2 separate regions of the Cricetulus griseus genome follow, and region 1 is linked to region 2. A link is a contact called in public Hi-C data. All regions are on one chromosome and are shown on one strand. Each heading gives the region's core, a stretch centred on a gene start, on an enhancer-like site or on the middle of the called end of the contact. The rest is flanking DNA. Distances are from core to core; before and after follow the strand shown.

Region 1 (7,514 bases), core at 2,598-5,097, 160 kb after region 2:
GTGGTGGATACTTAAGACCCAGGGAGAAGGAACAAAAGATACCGAGAGACCTGCAAGACCGAGACGGAGACGGAGACGGTTGTGGGAAGTTGAGTCGAGGAAAGGAGCTGGGTTTAATGAATGAACTGCACTGTGCATCATCCCTACACAGGCAGTGCTGCCCAGGACCCTGGCTGGCTTCACGCCTTCTCTATCCCCAAACGATAGATACAATTGTGGGTGGCTTGGTTTGGAGGGGCTTGGACTGACTCCAGGCCCTGACCATGCTACACAAGCACTCCACTACTGAGCTGTGTCCCAGCCTTTGTAGTTCTGATAATCATTTTCTTGGGAATAGTGAGGGTCACCAGGCATTAGGACTTCTGCAGAACGTCTGTTCCCGGTTTTTATCCATTTTTGTTTGAATCGCTTTTCTCCCCGCCCCCTTCTACTTCCCCCCTCCTCTGGGGACAATTCATGTATCACAAATGCCAGCTCATCATTTTATGGTCTTCCTCATCTTTTCTGTGTCTTTTCATAGAAAGAATTTTTACATTTTTAATGTCTGTTTTATTGCTTTTCAAACTACATCAAGTGATGGATCTGGTTGTTTATTGTTTTAATTTCCATAGTGGCAGACTGGTATGTTGTAACATGTTGAAATAATGCCAGGTGGTGATGGCACACACCTTTAATCCCAGCATTCAGGAGGCAGGCGGATCTCTGTGAGTTTGAGATCAGCCTGGTCTACAAAGCTACACAAAGAAACTCTGTCTCAAATTTTTTTAAAAAAATTGAAATAAATATAAAGACTAAAAGCAACAAAAATTACTAAGTCGTCATGGAAATCATGTGATTTTCTTGGGTTTTCTTGAAGTGTGGCACCTCTGCCCCAGACAGGTTTGCGTACTCAACAGATGCTTAGAGTCTGGAAATGAGAGGGTTAGACTATCCGCAGGCCTGGGATGCTGAAAATGCAGCTGAGAGAGAAGAGATCAAGCTGGCGGCATGGTGAAGAGCAAAGTGGTAAAGACAAGTCCCTGCCAGCAGACTCTGACGACAGTCGGCGAAGAGGGTGCATCCTAGCCAGCACTGTTCTCACCATAGGAGATGAACTCAGAACCTCGTGCCAGCCAGGAGCAAACACTGAACACTGCCATCTCCTTCATTTACATGCCATCACCCAGAATTCTCTGGGCCTTTAAATTTTTTCTTTTTTGCAGAATGTTGTTAACGTCAGAGCTAGGATACAAAAGCAAATTAATTTTAGATATGACAACATCATCGATTCCACTTGCTAATGGAATTCTTCCCTGAAGTTTTGGATTTATAACAGCTGACGTCAATTAATCTGTCCAAAGGGTCAAGCGGCTTCTGGAATAGTCTCTAAACTGTTCAGCTCTGTGGAAGATAACGCAGAACAGCCCATTTCTCCTTGAAAAGCCGCAGTCCTTGTTAACTTTATGTTGACCCAGGTGGGCCAAGTTTCCCATAGTGAAAGATGGAGGTAAAAGGGATAGTTTCAAGAAGAGCAGGCTCCACCCTCATGCACAGGAACTGTTACTAGTCCTATATCCTTCCCATTATTCACTGGGCAGATAAGACACAAACAACATCAATAGCATAAGCGGCGATAATCCTTCCTGCTGGGAAAGAAATCCCAGCGTCACAGATACTAAGACAATGTGACTATCTGCAAGAATGCAGTATGTTGAGCAGACTATATGGGGAACATGTCTATTGCACTCGTGTATCTGTTGAGTAGTGTGTGCTGGGTGTGGGTGACTGTGTGTGGTGGATGGGTGGGGGGACTGAGTCCATCTAACTCTTGGGGCTATGCATTGATTGTGTTTTGATTGTGTGTTAAATGGGTGTGAGTGTGTATAGTGTGTGTGTGTGTGTGTGTGTGTGTGTGTGTGTGTGTGTGTGTGTGCACTGCTGTGTGGATCTGTAGAAAGTGTGCCTACTAATACACTCATGGTAGAAATATGTGTGCCAAGCACAAAGGGATTAAATCGCTCACCATAGGTCAAAAATGTTTCTAGAATCCAAGGGCTTCCTCTAGAGAATGGTTTCTTGTGTTTGGTTTGCAGTTAGTCCAAATGAGACAAAAAAGACTGGCCATTACTGAATTGAAAGACCTCTTTTTACTAACCAGTAAAAGCAAAGGCCATCAGGGCTGCTCTCACAACTACTATCTTCATTGATGCACAAAGCCCACCTCACCCACTTTTAAGTTAAGATTAAAACCGATTAGGGTCCATTGACATCACTCAGCTGATAAAGGCTCTTGCTACCAAACTTGAGTTCAATCCCTGGGATCCACAGGGTGGAGGGAGTTAACCAACTCCCACCAATTTCCCTCTGACCTCCATAGAGTCATGGCTTGCATGTCACCACCCTCTCTATATGCAAAAAAAAATAAAAAGAAAATGTGATAAAGTTTCTCATTTTTCTCCCAAGACAAGGTTTTCCTGTGTAGACCTGGCTGTCCTGTCTCTGTAGACCAGGCTGGCCTCAAACTCAGAGATCCTCCTGCCTCTGCCTCCTGAATGCTGGGATTAAAACTGTGCACCACCACCGTCCGGCAATTTTCTAATTTTTGAAGACTGATTTTAACCTCTCTCTCTCTCTTTTTGTATGCCATGTATTCAGGTGCCCACAGAAGCTAGAATCAGTCATCAGGGCCCTTGGAGCTAAGTTAGAGGCCATTGTGAGCTAGAGGTCCTCTGCAAGAATAGCTCATACTTGACCAAGGAGTCTCTAGACCCTGAAGTTAGCAACTTTTTTTTTTTTTTTGTGTGTGTGTGTGTGTGTGTGTGTGTGTGTGTGAGAAGTTAGCAACTTTTTTTGTGTGTGTGTGTGTGTGTGTGTGTGTGTGTGTGAGAGAGAGAGGCAGGCTCTCAAATAACCAATTTTCAAAAAATAAATGAAAATAAGTGAGTGGCCCAGTAGCTGACATGTGATCTCTTCCTTTCAAAATGTGGCCCTCTGCCACAGTTCCCAAACTTAGGGAGATTTCTAAATAGAGATTTCCACACAAGGCTCAGGAGCCCAGAATGCCTTACAACACAGCAAGAGCTTGTATTACTACCAGCTCTGTGACGGTCATGTCAGCCAAATTTGGGGACTACTGGCCTCTGGTATGCCAACCATGTCAAAATGTGTATTTTCTACAGGGTTTGTCCACGTGGCCTGTGAAAACACTCAAAATAACTCATGTAAGACAGAAGCTGGGCAATTCCTCAACGGCGTACGCTATTAGTCTCTATCCTACATCCATCTTAACCCCAGCCTCCTTTAGATCTTTCTGGATTGGGTGGTTGTTACTGTTATTGTTGGAACAGGGTCTCACTATATAGCCCTGGCTGGACTGTGGCTTGCTATGTTGCTCAGGCTGGTCTGGAACTCACAGAGATCCAACTGCCTCTCTCTCTTCTGATCTTTCTACTGAATTAAGCAATTATGTGAAAATGTAAAACTAACACCAAATGGTCATAAAATTGCTTCTTGGCACCTTCTGCCTGTGGGAATCCTCATGCTGCCTTTTCAGCCCTGGGGCCTTGAGGGATCGGCTCTCAGAGCATCACTTTCCCTTCTTTCTATAACCTAACCTGGAAATAGCACCATGGAGCACAGTTCCATTTGCCTCCCTTCCTGGGGAGAAGGGAGCAGAGAGTTCAGGACTCCTTGCCATTTGAATCTCCGGAATACAGAAGAAACAGCCTGCCTCCTGTCTTGGAGCCCAGCCTCTGTTGAAACTTGACTCATCCTTGGCGGTTTATTGTGTTTTCTGCTCCCCTTCCCTGTGACACTCGGGAGTAGGTGAGTAATGCTCTGCTGGAGAGAAAAATAGATCCTCAAATGCCTTCCATTATGCTGAAGGCCTTGTCATGAGCTATGGTGGCAGGGGGTGTGGTGACTGTCCATTAGCACAGGGAGACTCAGAGCATCTGACTCCTTCCGCTGAGGCTATTTGTGATTCTAAGAGCCCAAGCGAGGGTAGAAAACCCATAAACACAGAGAAGGCTAAAAGGCCCTGCTGAGAGTCTCAGGGAGCCAGAACAGAATGGCCCAGAGTCGTCAGCTGCAGGAGACCCCAAAGGCCCACTGTAAAGTGTTTGCTGCTAGCATGAGGCCCTGAGTTTGAATCCCGGGGCTCCCACATAAAAGCTGGGCACTTCTATAACTTGGGTGCTGGGGGAGTGGGAGGGAAGAGACAGGTGAATCCCTGGGGGCTGGCCAGCAAGCCAGTTTAACCAAAACAGCAAAGTTCCAGCATTAATGAGGACCCTGGATCAAAAAATAAAGGGGGAAGTTACTGAAGACGCCATCCCAATATAAAACCTCTGACCTCCACATATATACAAATAGACGAATGCACCCCCATGCACATACACAGAAACTTGTTTTTATTTTGATGGTTTGTTCTTAAAATAGGGTCTGTGCTGGGTGGCGGTAGCACACATCTTTAATCCCATCACTCAGTAGGCAGAGGTAGGTGGATCTATAAGTTGGAGGCCATCCTGGTCTACAGAGTGAGTTCCAGGACAGCCAGGACTACACAGAGAAACCCTGCCCCACACCCTCCTCCCAGCAAAACAAAAGTGGTGTCTGTAGCACTGGCTTGCCCTCAAACTCCTTATATAGCTAAGAATGGTCTCAGACTTCTGACCTTGCACTTCCATCTCTCAAAAGCTGGGATTATAGGGTTTGTGTACCCTTGCTTGATTTATAACCCCTGGAGATGGAAGCTAGGGCTTCATTCTTGCCAGGCAAGCAATCCACCAACTGAGCTGTATCCCCAGCATTCCCACAGAAACACAAACTCCCCAACAACCCCATCTTCTCTCAGACATCTCAAAGTATACTTTAATTTCTATAACACCAGACATACCTTTATACCTTCTGGACCTGACCCACCTCGCTGGAGCCATGCCAGAAGAAAAACAAATGTTTGTCTCAATGGCACATTCTTATTCAGTTAATTGATTTTTTCCCCCAGAATAACAATTATGCTTGAACATCCAAGCACCCAATTATCGCCAGCTTTTTGTTTGCCCTGTCATTAACTCCACAGCTGCCTTGTTGGTGACAGTGGGACCACAGAGATGTCAGTTGCAACCGTTAGTTTCTGAGAGGAGGGACAGGAAAGAGGTTGGACTCTGACTCTGCCAAGGTCAGGGATGTCTCAGCTGCGTGTGGTTCAGCAGCACACGTGGGAGGCACTGCTGAGGGAAGGGCTGGGCCTCGCCCTCTACAGAGGAGCTATAGCATGAAACGAATTTGGTATGTCACGGAACTTATTAAAGCCGGCACTAAGAGAGCATGTTGGACAGGGCTCAGGGGTATGGCATTTATTTACAGTGTGACGCTGGATACATTCTCCAGCACCTGAATACAAAATAAAGTCAGTAACTAAAGTCACACAAAAGCATGTCCTCAAAGAAGGTCCCTTCCTAAGGAGGAAGGATCTCCTCCAGGAAGACAAAAATGCTTTGGGATAGAGAGCTAGAGGTGGTGACCCCACCACACTGAGAATGTACTGGATCCCATAAGATGTTCTAAATGATTAATTCTGTGTTGGGTAAATTTCATTTCAATCCAAAGAAAACTTCTTCACTTACAACATGTGTTTCATTGTTTGTAAATTTAAACTAAGAAAACTAAGAATATCCCACTCTTGGAAAATGATGGCTTATCTCTGCCAGGAGCCATGAATACACCCCAGACTTTATGGACTCCTCAGGGCCCGGCCAGGAAGCTGTCATCCTCAACCCTTCACCCAGCAGTAGCCTGTCAAGGGTATCTTGCCAAAGTTCATGGTTAGGTCTCTGTCCTCATCTTAGCCAACCAGTGAGCAATATCCCCTCCGGGCAACTACTTCCTTGTTCTGGAGATGCGGAGACTCGAGTCTGTGCTTCTGTGACACACAGTGGTCCACTTTGCTTCCTTCCTCACTCTCTTCCTTCCTCACTCTCTTCCTTCCCTTCCCTTCCTTTTCCTTCCCTTCCCTTCCCTTCCTTTTCCTTCCCTTCCCTTCCCCTCCCCTCCCTTCCCTTCCTCTCCCTCCCCTCCCCTCCCTTCTCTTCTCTTTAGGATGGGCAGTACTCAGGGCTCTGTAACTATGTCCCCTCTGCCCTTTAACTGGGTGACCTCATTCCATCTGTCTCTATCTCTATGTCTACACCTTCCAAATAAGAAGCTCTAGACTAAACACCACCCCTGTACTCCAGGCATGCTCTGAGGCCATTTGTCATCTCTTCGTGGATGTCTCATACAGCTGAGACAGATAATATGAAGGCCAGTGAGGGCCTTCTCACTTTTGTAAATGACACTGGCATTCATTGAACTGCTCGGGCTAAAACTGAGTCATGTTTGAATCATCTCCGTCCTCACACCCCACTTCTGACCCACAGTACCTGCTGTTTCCTCTGCTCCAGTGAGTCCCCAGTACCCTACTTTCTCCACATCATCTCTGCTGTCCCAACTCTGGCCCACCGTGTCTGACATCCTCTCCCAAGCACTCTCCTACTCCTCTGTCCCCGTCTTTCGGTGTACCCCTCACCCTTTAGCCAGACTTGTGTTTCCAGGGAGAGGTCAGGTCTCAGCGACACATTGTGAGTGCCCACTGCATTCAGGGTAAGCACTAAGCGCTCACGGGATCTCAGGCGACCTCCTCTGTGAACCCCTCCGCCTGGTCTCTTTCCTTGTCTCCTCATTCACAATGCTGTCCTCACAGTGCCTTCTCTCTGTGGCTTACTCAGTCTGCTCTTGTTCCTGCCTTGGAGTCTTCCTCCTGCCTGGGGTGCTCTGCCTCTTCTTGTCACATGGCTATGGCCCCACTTAAACTCACCTCCATAGAGAAAATCTCCCTGCTTTGACAGGCATCTCCTGGTCAATCTTTTTTTTTTTTTTTTAAGATGTATTTATTTTTATTCTATGTATATGACTGTTTTTGCCTGGATATATTTCTGTGTACTATGTGTATGTCCCTGGAGGCCAGATCTCCTGGAACTAGTTACAGATGGCTGTGAGCTGCCATGTGGGTGCTGGGAATTGAACCTGGGTCCTCTGGAAGAGTAGCCAGGACTCTGAAACACTGAACCGTCTCTCCAGCGCTTCCTCACCAATCTTGATAGCTCATTCTCAGATCTAAATCTTCCCTGTGCATTTGCTGCTGGCTTGTGAATGACAGCCTTCTCCTGCTGAAATGTAAGCTCCTTTAGAGCAAAGACCGTCCTTCATGCTCGCTATTCCATGCCCAGGCCACCATCTTGTAGCAGAAAGCACTGTAAAGTTGATGAGCTGGACTTCAACAACTCATGAGAAGATGGAAAACATCTGTGTGGTGTGTTACACCAGCCTTATCAGACGCCTACTCCTGTAGAGGCCGCCTTTATCAGGCTCCTTTGTCAGCTGATGCTGAGTTTATGACAAGAGCCAGCTATCAGGACCAGGTCAAAGGCCTTTTCTTGGCCTCCCCAGCGCCTAGGCTTCACAGTTGAACCTTCCACAGATCAGAGGCCCAGCCA
Region 2 (6,749 bases), core at 1,509-4,008:
AAGTATAAACCTGTGCCCTGGCTACTCTGTCCAGTACTCGACCCAGCAGAGTCTCCAGGGACCCCAAAAGGTGCAGGTAGAGCACTTGAGCAAAAGGACCTAGCTTAAGTGGGAGTATCTGCTTCAGTACAAGGACCCCAAAAGGCAAACGCACATTGAAGATCCTGCCTTGATTCATTGGACCTATGCAAGATCAGCAAATATTTATCCTAATTTCAGACCCACTCTAAAAAGCTCTTTTAGTAGCTGTGATGGCGGCATTTGCCCACCCCCCCCCCCCCCCGTCTTCTGGTGTTATGCTTTCAAAATAGACAGGGAAGGAAAGACTTATCCAGGGAGGAAAACTGGAACGAACATTGAACCTCTCCTATTAAGTTTGGCAAGGAAGACTTTATTCTTGCATAAATAAATCTTCTATTAATCGCTGAAAAAAATGAAAAGAAAGGGGCTTAAGCCCCACCCCCAGGGCTTAGTTTCTCAATTCATGAAGCAGAAAGAGGTGCAATGCCTGACTTGCCACATTGTTGCCAGGATCAAATTAAAGTAGGGGGTGGATGTGGTGATGTGCACCTTTATTTATTTATTTATTTATTTTTTGGTTTTTCAAGACAGGGTTTCTCTGTGTAGCTTTGGAGGCTGTCCTGGAACTAGCTCTTGTAGACCAGGCTGGTCTCGAACTCACTGAGATCTGCCTGCCTCTGCCTCCCGAGTGCTGGGATTAAAGGCATGCGCCACCAACGCCCAGCGATGTGCACCTTTAATTCCAATGCTCAGGAAGCGAAGGCAGGCGGATCTCTGTGAGTTTGAGCTTGAGCTTAGTCTACACAGTGAATTCCAAGACAGCCAGGGCTACAAATTGAGATCCTGTCTCAAAAGAAGAAGGGAAGGAAGGAAGGAAGGAAGGAAGGAAGGAAGGAAGGAAGGAAGGAAGGAAGGAAGGAAGAGTAGGCTTCTAGTAGCAACCCTTTCTTTAGGTCAGAAGTTGCCTAAGTGGTCAGAGAATTGAACAAACTGTCAGTATTTCCTGAATCCCCAAACTACATTCTCCTATCACAAATGACCCAAGGAAAGGTGCCACAAAGGGATGATGGTAGACTGCCTGCAGGAGTCCAACACTCCATACATCCAATAGGTTATTGATCTTGTTGACTGTCTACATAAGGCCACATCTTTGATGCCACATAAACAGGAGAAGATAATTTTTCCGTGTGTGTGTGTGTGTGTGTGTGTGTGTGTGTGTGTGTGTGTGTGTGTACACATGTGCATGTATGTGTGTGTGTGTTTCTGAGACAGTCTCCCAGTGTAACCGTGTCTGACTTGAAACCCATTGGTCTTCTCTCTGCCTCCTGAGTGCTGTGGGGTTATAGGTGTGTGCCACCATGCCCAGCTTAAAGAAGGAATCTTTAAAGAAAACTTATAGTGAAATGGACCTTTTCCTTCCTGTATACAATCCTATGCACTTGGACACACATATATACACACGTATACTCTAACCAGGATACAGAACAGCCATAGGACTTATAATTTCTAGTTGGATACTGTAGTAGTTTGAATGTAATTGGCCCCCATAAGCTCATAGGGAGTGATCCTATTAGGAGATGTGGCCTTGTTGGAGTGGGTTTGGTCTTCTTGAAAGAAGTGTGTCATTGTAGAGGCAGGCTTTGAGGGCTCATATATATTCAAGCCACACACAGTGAGACTGAGACCATTTCCTGTTGCCTTCTGATCAAGATGTAGGCAGCACTGTCTGCCCGCACACTGCCACGCTCCCCGCCATGATGATAGTGGACTGAACCTCTGAAACTATGAGCTGCCACCTCAAGGAAATGTTTTCCTTGAGTTGCTGTGGTCATGGTGTCTCTTCACAGCAACACAACACTGACTAAGACAGATACTAGGGAAACTGAGGAGTTTGAGTGACGATTCAGGGTCAAGCAGGTTCATGTTGATCCAGATGACAGAGGACTGCATGTTCTGTTATGGAGTGTGTGTGTGTGTGTGTGTGTGTGTGTGTGTGTGTGTGAGAGAGAGAGAGAGAGAGAGAGAGAGAGAGAGAGAGATATGCATGTGTGGGGATTCAAATGTAGTGTTGCATGTGTGTGTGTAGTATGTGTGTGATGCGTGTGGAGTGGAGGTACATATGTGTTATGTATGTGTGATGCATGTGTGTGTGTGTGGGGGTGCTTGTGTATGAGTGTGATCACTCTCGGCTGTTTTTAGGATTTGGATGGTTTCATTTTGTCTGTGAGGGTGTCCTTGGCTCTGGGGCAAAAATACCTTAACCTTTAGAATTTTAAGAGTTCTAAGCTGGCTGCAGTGCCACAAACCTGTAATCCCAGTACTTAGGAGGGACAGGCAGGAGGATCAAAAGGAGTTTAATGTCATCCACAGCTGAAGAGTGAGTTCAAGGCCAGCCTGGGCTACAGAAGACCCTGTCTTGAGACAACAAAATGACTCCTAGAGACTCCAGTGCAGCTGGATGGTCTTAGATTCTCCATGGCCCTATCTACCCAGGGGAATTCTCCTTCCCAGTTGAACCTCAACTAGCCCATGGCCCCCTTGCCTCTCAGGCTCCATTGGCAGGGTGGTTCTTAGCCTCTAGGAAGCCCTTTCTGAGAAAATAGAAGATAACTGGGGTTTCCCCAAAATACACACAATCCTTTGGCATGTGTCTTCCCACACATGTCCTGACACATGAGCTCAAGATGAGAGGACTCAGTGAGTAAGCACCCATGGGGAAGCCAAGTCAGTGACTACCTCTTTTACTTCATGGCTGGGGTTGCCCCACCAGCCTTCTGGGACAACCAGGGTCCCACCAGGCCCCCTGTGGACATGGTTGTGGAACGGCACTAAACTGGAAGTTTGTTTCTTGGCACACATATGAGATTATAGAAGGGCTGACCAGACCTCCAGAGCCTTCCAGAGGCCATCATCATCGCGGTACTTATTACTAAGTGGTAAAACAAGAGCACTGGAGAACAGGGGACACTGAATGGGACAGGAAGTGATTCAATCACAAGCTTTTCTTGCAGTGTCACTATCAAGAGTGACACAGTCTTTGGAGAAAGTCACTATGCAAAAACTGAAGAGCGGGTGGGTGGGGGAAACTTGGCAGTGAAACCAGGAAGGAGTCCAGCCTCCAGCTACGTGGGCATCTCCAGGACCTTGGGGCCTTGGGGCCAGCCTCAGCCTCAGTCACAGAGAAAATACTTCCTTAAAGAGCTTTTCACTGCTTTCCAAATCGCAGACCTTATAGACAGAGAGTTACTGTTTGGACAGGTCACTTTACTCCTCAGGCTTCTCTGTTTGTTTGTTTGTTGTCTGGGCCGGAAAAATATAAATTATGGTATTTCAGATATAGGCTCAAACTCTATCTCAGGAGCCTGGATCTCCCATTGTCTTTCAGATGCTCGGCTAATTACCACCGGATGACTTGGCCTTTGTGGAGAATGTCTCCTAGTTTGCATAACAACAGACCTAGGCCCTGGGTGCGCCCACGCCTATTCTGATGGTTTTGTGCCTAGGGACTGTTTAGGTGTGCCGCTAGGGTTAAAATAATTTTTTGATATCAGCTTTATACATGATAGTAGATGTCTTCTGTGGTCACCTCCACTGTTGGAAAGCTATTTAAGAGGATGCTAGAATAAACCAGAGACTCCAGACTCCAGCATGGACTGAGGGCCCTCCTGAAATGACAAGGTATCTGTGTCTTGTCTTTATCACCGTTGCGTAGCTAGGAGTTTCCCGGCCCAGCACTCCCGGGGCCATTTGACTGGCTCCGATCTCAGCCCCAAAGACATCAGTCTGGAATAAATAGCCTCTGTAGCATGGGACTGATACAAGCTGGACCCCAGCAGTTTTTTTTTAGGGGTACCAAGTCTGTAGCTACTAATAGGGTTGTTGTGAAAAATCAGATAACACACATAGACATGTTCACGCAAACACTATTTAAGGTTGGTGGAAGTAGAGCATAATGGCAGTTACTGTGTTAAAAACAGAGACTCTCAGAAGTGGAAGCCTTCGTCTAAATCATCTGTGTTCAGGTAAAAAACAATCTGAAATACTAAAGGCTTATGGTGTCTCCAAATAGAGAAACAGAAGCACAGATGTACCCAAGAGCAGCCTCTCGGTCTTTCTTTCCCTACTCCCACCCTCCTCTTTCTTTGCTGTAGGTCGGTCATTACCTAAGTATGTGACATCAGCAAATTCCCATACAAGACTTGCAGAGTGGCTCTCCTTCTCTCAGCTTCCATGCCATTCAGATGCTTCCCTTGCTCATCTCATCACTCCTGACGAGAGCTGCCTCCAGTTGGGCATGGCAGCTCATCCTCTGGTCCCAGCTGCTCAGGAGGCTAAGGTAGGAGTTCAGCCTGGACAACACGGGAGGACCATCTCAAAGACAGCAAGACCCCCCAGTTCCTCGTCTCCAGCCTACCTCCTGGGCAGTCCTCTGAGATGCAGTTTCCTCCCAGGACGCTGATCCTCCACACAAACACCACACCAGCTCAGCCCTTCACACACAGCCCTCTCTAGCAAGTTCAACAACCTGCAACCAATAAACACTTGAGCAAGAGGACAGTATCCTTCTAGCCTGTAGGAGGATCCTTCAAATCATAACCCTCTCAAAAATTATGAAGCCTGCACAGTCTAAAGCCTTAGAGACTGTTCTTGACCTAGTGGGCTCTGCACTGCCCTTCCACGATCTGTAACACTACTTCCTCTCTTGGCTCCTGACTCCAACAGCAGCAGCCTCCTGAGCTGCCCTGGGAACTGGTTTTCTCACATGACTGCACTTCTGAGCAGCTCTCTTCTGTTCCCCTGCAGCACTGTCCCCCCAGATTAAAGATCTTACAGTGGAGAATGGGATGCCCCCCGCCCCCAGTGGTAATGTGGATTGAACCTAGGCCCTGTTGGATGTGTGCAAGCACTTTCCCACTGTGCTATGTCTCCAGCAAGCTTTTGCTTTGTTTTCAGACAGGTTCTCACTATACAGCCCTGGCTGTCCAGGAACTTGCTATGTAGACCAGGCTGGCCTCAAATTCAGATAGATCTGACTACCTCTGCCTCCCCAGTGCTGGGATTTAAGGTATGCATTACCACACTGGGATTCCAGCCCTCTTTTTTTTTTTTTTTTTTTAAGATTTTGTTTATTTATGTATACAACATTCTGCTTGCATGTATATCTGCACACCAGAAGAGGGCACCAGATCTCATAACGGATGGTTGTGAGCCACCATGTGGTTGCTGGGAATTGAACTCAGGACCTCTGGAAGAACAGTCAGTGCTCTTTACCTCTGAGCCATCTCTCCAGCCCCTAGCCCTCTTTTTTTACTATCTGAGACAAGGTCTCCTTAAGTTCCCTAGGATGGCCTTGAACTAGCTCTTAGCCCAGACAGGCTTTGAACTTTTCATCTTTGAACATTAGCTTTTTAGGCAGCTGGAACTGCAGGCCTGTGCCACCAAACCCAGTTTGGGATTTAATCACTTTTTGTTCCAAGATTTGTTTATTTTTGTTCTATGTGTGTAAATGTTTTGCTTGCATGTATGATACATGTGTGCCTAGTGCCACACAGGCCAGAAGAGGGCATTGGGTCACTTGGACCTGGAGTTACAGACAATTGTTGGCAGCCATGTGGGTGCTGGGAATCAACCTGGCTCCTCTGCAAGGTCAGCACATGCTCTTAACTGATGAGCCACCGCTCCAGGATTTAGTCAAAAAAAAAAAAACAAAAAAACAAAAAAAAAAAACAAAACTTAAACCAATTTTTATTTTATGTATATTGATATTTTGCCTACATGTGCCAGATCCCCTGGGACTGATGATGTGAACCACCATGTCGGTGCTGGGAACAGAACCCTGGTCCTCTAGAAGAGAAACCAGTGCTCGTAACTGTGGAGCTGGTGAGATGCCTCAGTTGATACTGTGTTTGGACACAAGCATGACGATCTGTGTTCTGTGCCTAGCACCTGCCGTGGCACTGGCACCTGTCACCTTGGTACTGGAGAAGTGGGGAAGGAAGAATCCTTGCTGGCTTCCTGGCCAGCCAGTCTAGCAGAATCAGTGAGTTCCAGGAACAGTAAGAGACTCTGTCTCAAAAAATAATGTGGAGGGGGCTGGAGAGATGGCTCAGAGGTTAAGAGCACTGGCTGCTCTTCCAGAGGTCCTGAGTTCAATTCCCAGCAACCACACGGTAATGTGATCTGGCGCCCTCTTATGGCCTGCAGGCAGACATGCCGGAGGAACACTATAGACATAATAAATAAATAAATAAATCTTTAAAAAATAATAATGTGGAAAGTAATTGAAGAAGACACCAGTTGTGTTGCTTGCTCTGGCCTCCACGTGTACACACACAAACACACTCACATGTGCCTACACATACAAACACACACACACATGAACACACACACACACAACTTTCTTTTGAAGTTAGATATTACGAGGCTTGTCTGCCACTCCAGTATCTGGGAAGTGGAGGTTCAGAAGCTCAAAGTTATCTCCAGCTGCGTGGACAGTGTAAGGCTGGCCTGGGTTACACGAGACCCTATCCCAGTTCGCTTTCCATTGCTGTGATAAATACCAAAAGCAACTGGGAAAAAAAAAAAAAAAAGCAACTAGGACAGGAAAGTGTCTCTCTCACAGCTGGCAGTGCAGCATGAAAGGAAGGCAGGGCAGGAGCTCAGACAGGGCACCTGGAGGCTGGAACTGTGAAGAGACCGGGGAGGGTGCTGCTTCCTGGCTTGCCCTC

Evidence for each region. A called contact is a pair of places that touch in the nucleus more often than the background predicts.
Region 1: a contact with region 2 is called in a Hi-C map of the CHO-K1 cell line, with 2.6 times the contacts expected there. The contact joins two enhancer-like sites. A contact is called at or near these places in 2 of 8 Hi-C or Micro-C datasets (the CHO-K1 cell line and the CHO-S cell line).

What each region holds. Positions count from the first base shown.
Region 1 is chr3:8,151,639-8,159,152 of CriGri-PICRH-1.0, forward strand. No RefSeq gene overlaps it. Among named protein-coding and RNA genes, the nearest start is that of Smndc1, 19 kb to the right of the region's middle. Within about 2 kb of position 3,848, at least 3 of the 6 cell types and tissues checked have open chromatin away from gene starts, as enhancers often do. A contact at or near this core is called in the CHO-K1 cell line, where this site is marked.
Region 2 is chr3:7,989,798-7,996,546 of CriGri-PICRH-1.0, forward strand. No RefSeq gene overlaps it. Among named protein-coding and RNA genes, the nearest start is that of Smc3, 22 kb to the left of the region's middle. Within about 2 kb of position 2,759, at least 3 of the 6 cell types and tissues checked have open chromatin away from gene starts, as enhancers often do. A contact at or near this core is called in the CHO-K1 cell line, where this site is marked.